Regions from separate parts of the Anser cygnoides genome. Here region 1 is linked to region 2. Evidence: chromatin contacts called from public Hi-C data. All regions are on one chromosome and are shown on one strand. Each heading gives the region's core, a stretch centred on a gene start, on an enhancer-like site or on the middle of the called end of the contact. The rest is flanking DNA. Distances are from core to core; before and after follow the strand shown. Region 1 overlaps LOC106048337 (a long non-coding RNA gene). Region 2 holds the start of COPZ2 (COPI coat complex subunit zeta 2).

What was found. Hi-C and Micro-C count contacts between places; a contact is called where the count stands out from the background.
Region 1: a contact with region 2 is called in a Hi-C map of liver, with 1.8 times the contacts expected there. The contact joins the enhancer-like site here to the promoter of COPZ2 in region 2. A contact is called at or near these places in 2 of 7 Hi-C or Micro-C datasets (granulosa cells and liver).

Annotation. Positions count from the first base shown.
Region 1 is chr22:8,980,458-8,986,260 of Taihu_goose_T2T_genome, forward strand. It overlaps LOC106048337 (a long non-coding RNA gene), which reads right to left. Exons shown (of 4, transcript XR_010826299.1): 2 at 4,898-5,050; 3 at 1-2,823. Among named protein-coding and RNA genes, the nearest start is that of HOXB13, 20 kb to the left of the region's middle. Within about 2 kb of position 1,309, at least 1 of the 3 cell types and tissues checked has open chromatin away from gene starts, as enhancers often do.
Region 2 is chr22:8,586,358-8,591,561 of Taihu_goose_T2T_genome, forward strand. It overlaps COPZ2 (COPI coat complex subunit zeta 2), which reads right to left and starts at 3,281. Exons shown (of 8, transcript XM_066981842.1): 1 at 1,704-3,281; 2 at 721-789; 3 at 538-619; 4 at 349-440; 5 at 235-290; 6 at 32-109. The coding sequence starts at 2,621. It overlaps NFE2L1 (NFE2 like bZIP transcription factor 1), which reads left to right and starts at 3,717. Exons shown (of 6, transcript XM_066981841.1): 1 at 3,717-3,864; 2 at 4,430-4,941. The coding sequence starts at 4,432.

The DNA.
Region 1 (5,803 bases), core at 59-2,558, 390 kb after region 2:
CTTCTTTGTCAAGGTTTTCCCTTCTAACTATAGCTTCTACCAAGTCAATGCATCATTTCTGAGACAGTTATCGTATGCTGAATATTGCTGATTAATCATCTCATGCGCAAATCAAAGTGGTTCCCCCTTAGCAGTGTTCAATCCTTCATTCCTAAACAATTTTTACGTTAAAATTAGGAATCGTTTGCTCTTTTGACAGTTTGCCTTAGCATCTGTAAATAGTCTTCTAAGGATACAATACTGAACCAGAGGAAGAAAAATCACCTGCTAACTCACATTGCTCCTACAGTCTGAAGTCAAACCTAGCAAGAGATCAGGACCACTGAAATGTACCAGTCTTCACTGAATGCACTTCACTCCTGGATGGCTAGTGCCTATTATTTGCAGAATACTTCTGGAAGGTGATAGTTCTTGGCCAGATAGATATTACCACATAGTTTCTCCTTCTCCTCTTTTTTTTGTCTTCAAATTTATTTGTGGCTTCCACTGTTTGTAACTTAGCGCACACAATACCATTTTTTGCATCAAATAACTAGTATGCTGCTGTCACAAGCCATTTAGCATTTTCATAAGGAGATTAATGTTTTAGAGGACCAGGAAAAACAAAACAAAACACAACAAAACAAAACACTGTGAATATAGTCCTCTGAGTGTTTTTCACTTGCTAATCTGACTTCCTCATGTGCCTGTCTCAAACAGCATATAAATTAAATTCATATGTAGTTTGAAGTTTACCTAGAACACGGTAGGTATATTGTATTAGAAAGTTAGATATTTTATAGGTGACAGTTGCATGGAGCCATGTTGGGGGATGTACTATGCTTGTCTGTCCCCGTGTCTACAGGTCTGAGGTAACAGGAAAACTGTAGTTTTTCTGTTGGTTTCACCAAGGACTTTTGAACAAGTCACTTGAGCTGAAAAAGATGCCTTCTTATCCAGCATGTTCTTTACATTCCTCAAATCAACAACAAAAAAAAGCAGTGAAACCATCTGTTTTTGTTTGTTTGTTTGTTTGTTTGTTTTATATATGGCAAAGAGGGAACTAACAAGTGACACTCAGTTTGAAATTATGGCCTGAGATTGAACGTAGAGTTGATGTCAATCTAGTATTTGCTAGGTGTAGAAGAGGAGGAACTGGTATTAACTTACTGTCCTCTGAGAACCACAGGCTACACCCTCCATTAGCAGGTAAATCCCACATTGGGTAATGGCTAACTCTGAAATACTTCTGTATGCAAAGAACTTGAGTGAAGCTGTCCACAACGGTGAGGACTCCTGCAGGCAAGAAATGTTCTATGCATGTGTCCTGGAGCACAATTCAAGCTGTTTTCACACTGATTCAGTGTAGTCTATCCCCCCCTGCCGGTCACCCATGAGCCATTCTTCTCTGGGAACTCTGCAGGAGATCCTACAGAGGATAACCAGAACAATTCGAAACTGGTGTTAAAACAGAGACTAATGACAGCAACCAACAGGCTGAAAAAGAGACCAGTTAATACATGAACATATTTCAGCAGCAAGTAGACACTTTTATCAGGGTTCTTACCTCAAGCAATTAGGGCTTGAATTTTTGAATCAAGATAACATCAAACCTCTGTATTTCAAATAGACCACTACCCCAATGTAATTAGGGAGGCAGATGTGATAGTTGTGTTTCATAATAGAATGTGCTGATCTCAATGTTTTAACAGTAGTATCTGCTAATAGCTGGCCACATTTGGTAGGTATCACAGCCACATTTCTGCATAGAGTTATTAAAAGTGGACAGTTTCCTAGAAATGGTGAAACACTGGAAACTTTGCTAACACAAATACAGCTGAACTGGTGTATTTCTACCCCAATATTGCAATAGATCAATCTGTATACAGCTTCTTTATACCACTAAAACCACATTCATGCCTTGAAACTTCAATTGCACAAACTATTACTGAGTTACAGCAATCTCTTTTCCTAGTGCAGAAAAGACTTTTGGGAAGCACTGAGTTGGACTCAATGATCTTTGTGGGTCCCTTCCAACTTGGGATATTCTAAGACTATAATTCTAAGGCAAATGGAAAGAAGAAACCTATACTCCTAGATTGTCTTACAACTGTTAAGCCTCACAAAATCACAGCACTGCAGCTGAGAAGCTAGTACTGTTAAGAGTTTTGCTGCTATGAACAGATAACATTTAAATTTTATTAGCAAAGGATGAGATGTTAAGCAGAACTAGACAGATGCAAGGGATCTCACTATTTAGAAAGAAGGAAACAGAAGGAACATTTCAAGAGAAATGTGTGCAACAGGAAAAATATGATGTCTAGGTAAACTAATGTAAAACTGCCTATCACAGCAAACAATGATAATAAATACACCGAAGATGTGAAGATGTAGAGCTGTTGCTGCACAATGATCTAGAATTACAAGCAAAGTTTGGAACCAGTAGCAATATCTCATTAGACAAATCCATATAGCTAGGTAAGCATTTAGTCTCAAGAGAAAAATTGAAACAAATCCAGTGTTGCTGTCAAGCCTGAGTCCTAACTCCCCTTTGCAAAGTTTTCCTCCCTGCTTTCGGTGTCCAATTCTGTAACTCTTCTGAGTTTCTTCACTTGGTTAATTCAACAGCAAAAAATATGCTGCATTGGGGAAACACAAAGAAATACTCTGAAGACCTAAATCAAGCCTATGAATACGTACCAGAAAAAGTAAATAATACCCTCTCTGAGAGTAGCTTAGAAACGTTTTCTCCTTTTTACTTCTTACCACCAGTGTCGTCTTCTTTAGCAGAATTAACACTGTTCTTGTTAATGGAATAATTTGTCAGATGCAAGCAAACATTATCTGTAAATGAATGAACAAGATGCAGGGTTAGAAAGGTATTAGCCTCCTCCCTTCTTCTCTACATGATCCTGATCACACTAGGTAATATACAAAGCATCTTAATTAAGCACAGAAGATTTAATGGCACTGAGTATGATCAGCTCTATACTGATCCCATTACTCTAAAGAACACAATAAATGAGGCTCAACAGCTTCAATTTCACTACACTGCAATCTCATCAGCATTCCAATTCCATCACTTCTAAGAAATCAGCGGTTTCAATTGAAGATAACCCTCTTCCTCAGTCAGGTCCCGTTCTAAAATTACTTACTAGTAGAGCTAATTCTGTGTTAGAATGATCCAGAACTACATACCAGAACCTTTTCCAGCCATCAACTAAACCATGACTTCTTTTTATAAAGAAGAAAAAGAAAATATCTTATCATGTAGGCAATTTTTTTTTCCTTCCAGAGTTTAATTTCTCATTACTACCTTTTTTTCCCCACAATAATATTTCATAAAAAAAAGTACCAAAATTATGCAAAAGGTCAATTAGATATGTATTTATAGAAGTATTAATAGGCCTAAAACTTGTATTCAGCATGGATCTGGATAATATAACACATGCTGTATTCTACTAGAGAATCTGCTCAAATATTTCATGCATAATTTTATTTATGGTACTCAGATGCTACAAAGCCAAGTTACTAGCATTTATAAAGTGCTTGGATATTCTCAAGAGAATGATATTTTGGAGTCAAACCATTATGGTTTCTCTGTATTTCTGGTTGCAATGTATTGAACTGTCATTAACTTCTGCTAATAGGCTTGTTTACTTATGAAGCTATTATGCAAAGGGTCAGAGAATGCTGAAACAGCAAAATGTGTAAGGTATTATAGGCAAATTATAGGCAAACATCCTCAGAGTTTCACAGGACGTCACCAGCACGTAAATCTTCAGATCAAACTTATATCTACCAATCATAAAAGTCTGGGAAGGAGAACATGAAACCAATATGCTTCTAAACTTGCTTGAAACACGTGAACAACACTGGTAACTCATTAAGCCCTGGAACAGAGGTTATAAGCCTAGTTAAATGTCTCCACTGAACTCTTTCCTATTTCAGATATGCTTCCAGCATGGTCTAGCCCTGCTAATACAGAGCTAGGAAAGATATTGTAAATGTCTATTACTGGGGCTTATGCCCCTAACGCTGACCAGACTAGAGCTTGGGTCTGCACCACAGCAAGTGTTCTCACCTGATTTAAAGCCTTAGCTATTCTTCATGCAACTCACTATGTGTTTGAAATTCACTTCAAGCATGAATGTTTGAAGGAATGAAACACTAACAACATAAAAGGAGCCTATGGGTCAGTCTAGCCAATCTCCTGCTCAAGAGGATCTGATTTCCTACTTTATTTTTCAACAAGCCAGAGGCTCCACTTGCCCTGCCTTCTATTGCTTTTTTCAGATTTCCATAGAGTTTCATTCTTTCCTTGATACACTCCCTAAAAAACAGCAATAAAGTCAATGCAAAGTCAAGCAAATTTAGCCCTTAAAATAAAGTGCGTCTAAATGTGAACAATAAACCAGAGTAAATTAAGGTTCTTCCTCTAAAATTATTAGAAGTCCAAACAACTAGAGGCTTCCTGAGGTTTGCATATTAGACTTCATTAGGAACATGACTTAAAGTATCAATTAAAAACACTTTGGTGAGAGAATGCTAGGAACTGCACAACAGGGCTTAACCAGACTCATGAAAAATGAGTATTGCTTAAGTGCTCATTCACTCATGAGGGATAAACTTTTCCCTGTCCAATTTGTCTATCCTGAATAGCCTGAATTCTTGTCAAGGTGATTCCATCTCAAAATATTAGAGGCCATTTCTGAACAAGAGTTTACGCAGTAACATGTAAAGTAGACATTTTTCTTTTGACAGTGATGAATTCTTTTGACAGTGATGAATCTGAAGAAAATGACCAGTGAATGCTATTGATGGCTGACTGACCACATCAAAGCAAGGCTAAACTGGATATTAAAACAGTAGCTCAGTGACAGAACAGCAATCTTGAAACATGGAATGGAGTGGTTACCCTTGAGATGTAGACCTGGCAGATCCTATCCTGCCCAGGTTTTGTCCTTCTCAGTTTTGGTGATGAAGATGCTTCTCCAGTGACAGCCAAAGTCCAGTTTGCAGATATAAGTCTGTGTTTCCTTGCTATGCTATTGGCCTGCAAATTGTCGTACTATGAGGAGGGAAACAGAATAGACTCTTTAAAAGTTATGAAATAATTGCATTAAAGCTGCTTTCTAAGGTAGACTTTCTAGACCTAGTTTTTCAATCTTTTGCAACTTACTGTAACAGCAAAATAGGACTGTAAGGCACTTATAATGGTGAAGAATCAGGACAACCTTCCCTCCGCTCTCCACACTTAGAAAAGTTTTAAGTGACAATTGGTTATTTTTCCATATTTATTTCCCAGTAGTTTAACATAAACAGAACTATGTGCTCTCCTCTAGCACAGAATATTAATCTTTGCCTAGTTCAGGAAAGGTTTCTACTGTTATGCTGGAAGTTCACAGAATCATAGAATAGCTTGGGTTGGAAGGGACCTTAAAGACCATCTAGTTCCAATCCTCCTGCCATGAACAGGGATGCCACCCACTAGATCAGGTTGCCCAGGGCCCCATCCAGCCTAGTCTTGAACAATTCCAGGGATGGGGCATCCACAACTTCTCTGGGCAACCTGTTCCAGTGCCTCACCACCCTCCGAGTGATGAATTCCCTCCTAACATCTAATCTAAATCACCCCTCTTTTAGTTTAAAACCATTCCCCCTTGTCCTATCGTCTGCCTTATCAAAAAGTTGCTCTCCATCTTTTTATAAGTAGTATATATACTTTCTATATACTACTACTTTCTATATATACTTTCTATATACTACTTTATAAGTAGTATACAACTTTCCTTTTAAGTATTGAAAAAGCTGCAATGAGGTC
Region 2 (5,204 bases), core at 2,031-4,530:
CCACGGGGCCCAGGCTGCCCCCCGGCCTCACCCCCTGTCCACGATCTCGTCCACCACCAGGAAGGCCCCGTCCAGGTTCTCCAGCAGCCAGCGCTTCTCCAAGTCCTTCCTGCGGGCGAGCCCCCGGGAGGTGTCCCACGCGTGTCCCCTCGCTGGGTCCCAGCCCACGGCGCCACCCAGGGTGAGCTGCCCCCCACCCTGCCTCGGGGTCCCCTTGGGGTGGGGGGCACTCACCGCAGCACGAGGCCGAGGGTGTCGCAGAGGCAGCCGAGCACAGCCGACAGCATCAGCTGCGGGAGAGCGGCGTCAGCGCGGCCCCGTAGGTCCGGCCCCCCCAGCCCCCCGTACCTCGTTCTCCTGGGGGCCCCCCACCACGTAGAAGAGGAGGTCGCTGCTGCTCCTGTAGACCACGGTGAGTCCCTCCAGGAAGGCGATCTCACCTGCGGGGACGCAGGACGGTGTCTCCCCGGGATGTCCCCGAGCACACCAAACCTTTTGCAGCCCCCCCCCTGCTGCAGAGGCTCCCCCCGTGCTCACTGCCTGCCCCGCGGGTCTTGCTGAAGATGCTGCTCTCGAAGGCCGCCTGCTCCTGCGCCGTGGGGAAGCTGCTGTCGTAGTACTGGGAGGCGGGGGGGGGGGGTCAGCACTGCGGCCGGATCCAGCACCCCGACCCCCCCGGAGCGGGGAAACCACAGCAGCGAGGCCGGGGCCGAGCTTCACCTTGGCCAGGAGCCGCTGCCCGCGGCTGTCGAGGATGAGCAGCGCCTTCACCGTGTACAGCGAGGGCTCCTGGGGGCACAGGGGCTCAGCCCCCCCGGGCCGGCTGCAGCTGGGTCCTGCCTCGCGCTGCCTGGGGACGCCTGTGCCCCCCGAGCCCCCCCACCCCACTGGGGTCCCCCCCCTCTGTTTTTTGGGGACCCTCCCTCACACCCCTGCCCTGCACCCCATCCACTCCCCCCCGTTTCTCCCCATTTCCCCACCTCTCCCCCCACTCCCCCCCATTGCACCCCCCAACTCCCACGTTTCTCCATTTCCCACCGTTTCTGGGGTTCCCCCATTTCCCCCACCCTCCCCCCCCCCCATTTATCTCCCCTTCCCCCCATTCCCCCCTCCCCTTCCCACCCGTTTCTCCCTGTCCTGCGGTGGCCACAGGAAGTTCCCGGCTGCCCCTGTCCCAGCCCTACTGGCAGCCCCGTGGGCTCCATGGCTCCGCCGTCCCGGGCAGCCCCCCCGTGCCCCCCCCGGCGCTGACGTTGCCGCACCCAGCCCAGCCCGGCCCCCCCGGGCCCTGCCCCTGGCCCCGGTGCCACCGGCCTTGTCACGGCAGCAGCTGGTGTCCTCCTGAAAGCCCCCCCCGGCCGCCTGCAGCAGGGGAGGGGTGGGCACGGGGCCCCCCAGGCTGGGTTCCTGCACCCCAAGGTGCTGCAGTGCCTGGCTGCTGGGGGGGGGGGGGCACTCCCCAAGGACTCCCCCCACGAACACAGGCTCTGCGACAGAGCAGTGACGGGGGGGGTGCGATGGGGTGAGGTGCAGACCCAGTGGGGCAAGGAGCCCCCCCCCTCCCCCGGGGTCACCCCGGGGGTGCCAGGTTTGGGCTCCACCAGTGGGTGCCCCCAGTGCAGGCTGCGGGTGCTGCCGGGGGGGGTCGGCACCACGCCGGGTCCCGCCCTGCCCCGGGCTCCCGTGCCCTGCCGGTGACTCACCGGCTGCGCCCCAACCGCCTCGGTTTGCTTCCACCGCCGGGGCCGGGGTGCGCTCCCCAGCGTGCCTGCCTTCGGGCACGGGGCCGGGGCCGTGGTGCTGGGGCTGGAGAGGCTGGAAACGGGGCTGGAAACGGGGCTGGAAACGGGGCTGGAAACGGGGCCGGAGAGCTGGAAACGGGGCTGGAAACGGGGCTGGAAACGGGGCTGGAAACGGGGCTGGAAATGGGGCTGGAGAGGCTGGAAACGGGGCTGGAAACGGGGCCTGGCCCTGCCGCTCGCAGCCCCAGCGCTGGGGAGCTCCTGCGAGGCCCCAGCCCGAGCTGGGAGCCCCCTGCCCTCCCCGGGCGTGTTTCTGTGGGGCGCGGGGGGGGCCCGCCAGCAGCGCACGGCAGCGCTCCGTGTGCGTGTCCCAGGAGCTCGGAGCAGCCCCCGCCGCGCCGTGCCGCAGGGCCGCTGCTGTCCCCGAGCGGCCCCGGGTCCGGTTTTCACGCAGCTCCGCACCAATTCTGCTGCTACGAGGCCCTGAAGCCGGCGGAGGGCTGGGACCGGCCGGCTGCCAGGCTCCGCATGGCCCCGGGGGGCTAAAAATAACGCGGCCAGGGGCAGCCGGCTCGGGTTGCTGCTGGCAGCGCCCCTCGGCCCTGTCCCCGTCCCCTCGGCTGCCTGGGGAGGCGCGAGGAGGGCTCCAGGAGGGCTCCAGGGGGGGTTCCGGGACGTGCCCGTGCCCCACGACCACAGGGCGCGGTGGGGACAGGCAGGCGCCGCGTTGTGCTCGCCAGCCCCGTCACGAGGCGCTGCTGGCCTCAGGGACGCCCGGGCTCGGTGACACCCCCGGCTCGCCCCCCCCCCGTGCTGCGCGGAGCGGGAGCCGCTGTCGCAACGGAGCCGTGCCCGCCCCGCCGGCCGCCGTTGCCCCATGAACTCGCCGATTGCGGCGGGCCGGGGCCGGGGCCGCGCCCCGCCTCCCGTGGGCGGTCGGAGGTTGTTTTGCAGCGAGCGGCGCGATGGGGGCGGGGGGGGGAACGGGACGACCGGGGCGCAGCGAACCGGTGATGGGGGGGCCGGGGCGCAGCGAGCGACCCCGACCTGCTCTGCACGGGTGCTGCCGGCCCCCTCCCCGCGCTGCCCCGTCCCTGCCCCCCGGGGCGGGGGAGCTCCGGGCCGGTGTCGGGGCGGCCCCGGTCCGGGGGGGCTGTGCCGCCGGTCCCCATTCCCCAGCTGCGCTCAGAGCCCGGTGCCCGCACCCAAACCAAGCCGTGACGAAGGGCGCGCGGCTCCGCGGCTGCCCGGGGGAGGTGCCAGGGGCCACTGCGCGTCGCCCGGCCCGGGCAGCTCAGCACCGCGCGGCGCTCGGCCACCGAGCGGCCTTGTTGGGCCCTGCCTGGGCCCAGGCCGGGGCCGAGCTCCCGGGGGCGATCGAGCACCGGCTGCAGCCGTCCCCGCCCGGGGGAAGCAGCGCTGGGCCGGGCGTCGGGGCCCGCGCCCGCTGTCCGCCTTTCTCGAACGAGCTCCTCATGGGCTCTGGCGTCCTGCTCGGCCCGGCCGGGCCGGGCGCTACCGAGCAGGGGCCGCGGGGGGGTGTGGGGGGGGTGGCGCTGCCCGGGCCCGGCCCCGGTTCCCCGCAGGCCTCGGCCGTGAGGGCCCGGGGCGCGCGGCGCCATGGCAACGGCTGCGGGGCGGCGGGGCGGTGCCCGCGCCGCGGGGATTGGTGCTCGCGGCTGTCACTCAAGCTGCCGGGCCGGCGGCTGGCTGCCGAGCGCCGTGTGATTGCCGGCTGCCGCTGTCGCTCGGCCGAAGCCTCGCGTCCCGTTGGGCGGACGCTACGTCGATCATGACGCGCGGGGCGGGTCTCGCGGTGTCGCCTCTCCTCGCCGATTGGCCCAGCGTGCGGCCGTCGGGCGACGCACCGGGGCCACCGTCGCAGTCCGCACGCCGATTGGCCGCCTCGCCTGCCCATCTTGGCGGCGGCGGGGGCGGGAGCGACGCCTCGCCGCCACCGCCCATTGGGCCGCCGCCCGGTCCCGCCTCCCCGCGGCGGCTGCCGATTGGCGGAGGGGCCGCGCGAGGCGGGAGGGGGAGGCGGGGGCCAGGGCGGGGAGCGCGAGCGGGGCCGGCGGCGGCGGCGGGGCTGGGAGCGAGCGGCGGCGGCGGCGGCGAGCGGGTAGCGGGGGGGGGCGGGGGCCGGGGGGCGTGGGGCGGCGGGGCCGGGGGGCGGGGGGCGCCTTGACGGGCCCGGGCGGGGCCCGCGGGGCCGGGGCCCGGGGGGGGCCGCGGGGCGGGGCGGGGCGGGGAGGGGCCGCGGGGGCCTCGTGCTCCCGGTGCCCCGCGGGGGGGGGGAGCCCCGGCGGGGCCTCGCCGCGCGCCGCCGGTGGGGTCCCGGCTGCGGGAGCAGGCCCCGGGTCCGATCCCGTCCCCTCAGGCCGCGGCGGGGGGCGAGGGGCGGCCGGGCCCGGGCCTGGCGCGGGGACCGGGACCGGGGACACCACACCCGGACACCCCCCCCCCGGGGCACCCCCCCGGCCCCGTCCGGTTCCGGTGCCCGGCGGGGCCCGCAGGAGCCGTCCCGGCGCTGAGCTCCGGGCGCCCAAGCCCGGCCCCGCGGCCCGGCCGCTGGGGTGGTGACAGGCGGGGCCGGGGCACGCGGGCGGCCCGGGGGCGCGGGGCCCGGCGGGGCTGTGCTGCGCTGCGCCGGTGGGGCTTTAACCCTCGCCCTGCTCCCCCCCCAGAAATGCTTTCTCTGAAGAAATACTTCACTGAAGGCCTCATCCAGTTCACCATCCTGCTCAGCCTGATCGGTGTCCGCGTGGACGTGGACACCTACCTGACCTCGCAGCTGCCCCCCCTGCGGGAGATCATCCTCGGGCAGAGCTCGGCCTACACCCAGACCCAGTTCCACAACCTGCGCAACACCTTGGACGGCTATGGCATCCACCCCAAGAGCGTAGACCTGGACTATTACTTCACGGCTCGCCGCCTGCTCAACCAGGTCAGGGCCCTGGACAGGTTCCAGGTGCCCACCACCGAGGTGAGCGCCTGGCTGGTGCACAGGGACCCCGAGGGCTCCGTGTCCGGCACCCAGCCCAGCGCCGGCATCGCCCTCGAGAACGGCGGCGGCCTGCAGGATGGGGGCGGCCCCGACGGCGGCGTGAGGGAGAGCGGGGCCGAGCAGGGCTTCGGGGAGGAGCTGGAGGACCTGGGAGCGGTGGCTCCCCCGGTGAACGGGGACCTGACCAAAGAGGTAGGCAGCTCCTTGTGCGCGTGCTGGGGGAGAGGGGGGGCTCCTGGAGAGCTCGGGCCGGGCCGGCTCTCGCTGCTTCGACGGCCGCCGAAGCGAGCGGTGCTTTGCGCGCGGCGTGTGCTTAGCGCGTGGGAACAGCAGGCTCCTGCCGGGGAGCTGGAGGGGCCGAGGGGCGGCGCGGTCGGGGGCTCCGGGTGTGTGTGCGGGGTCGTTTTTCCTTTGTGTTGGCTTTGTTCTTGGTCTTGAAAGCGGTACTGGAAGGG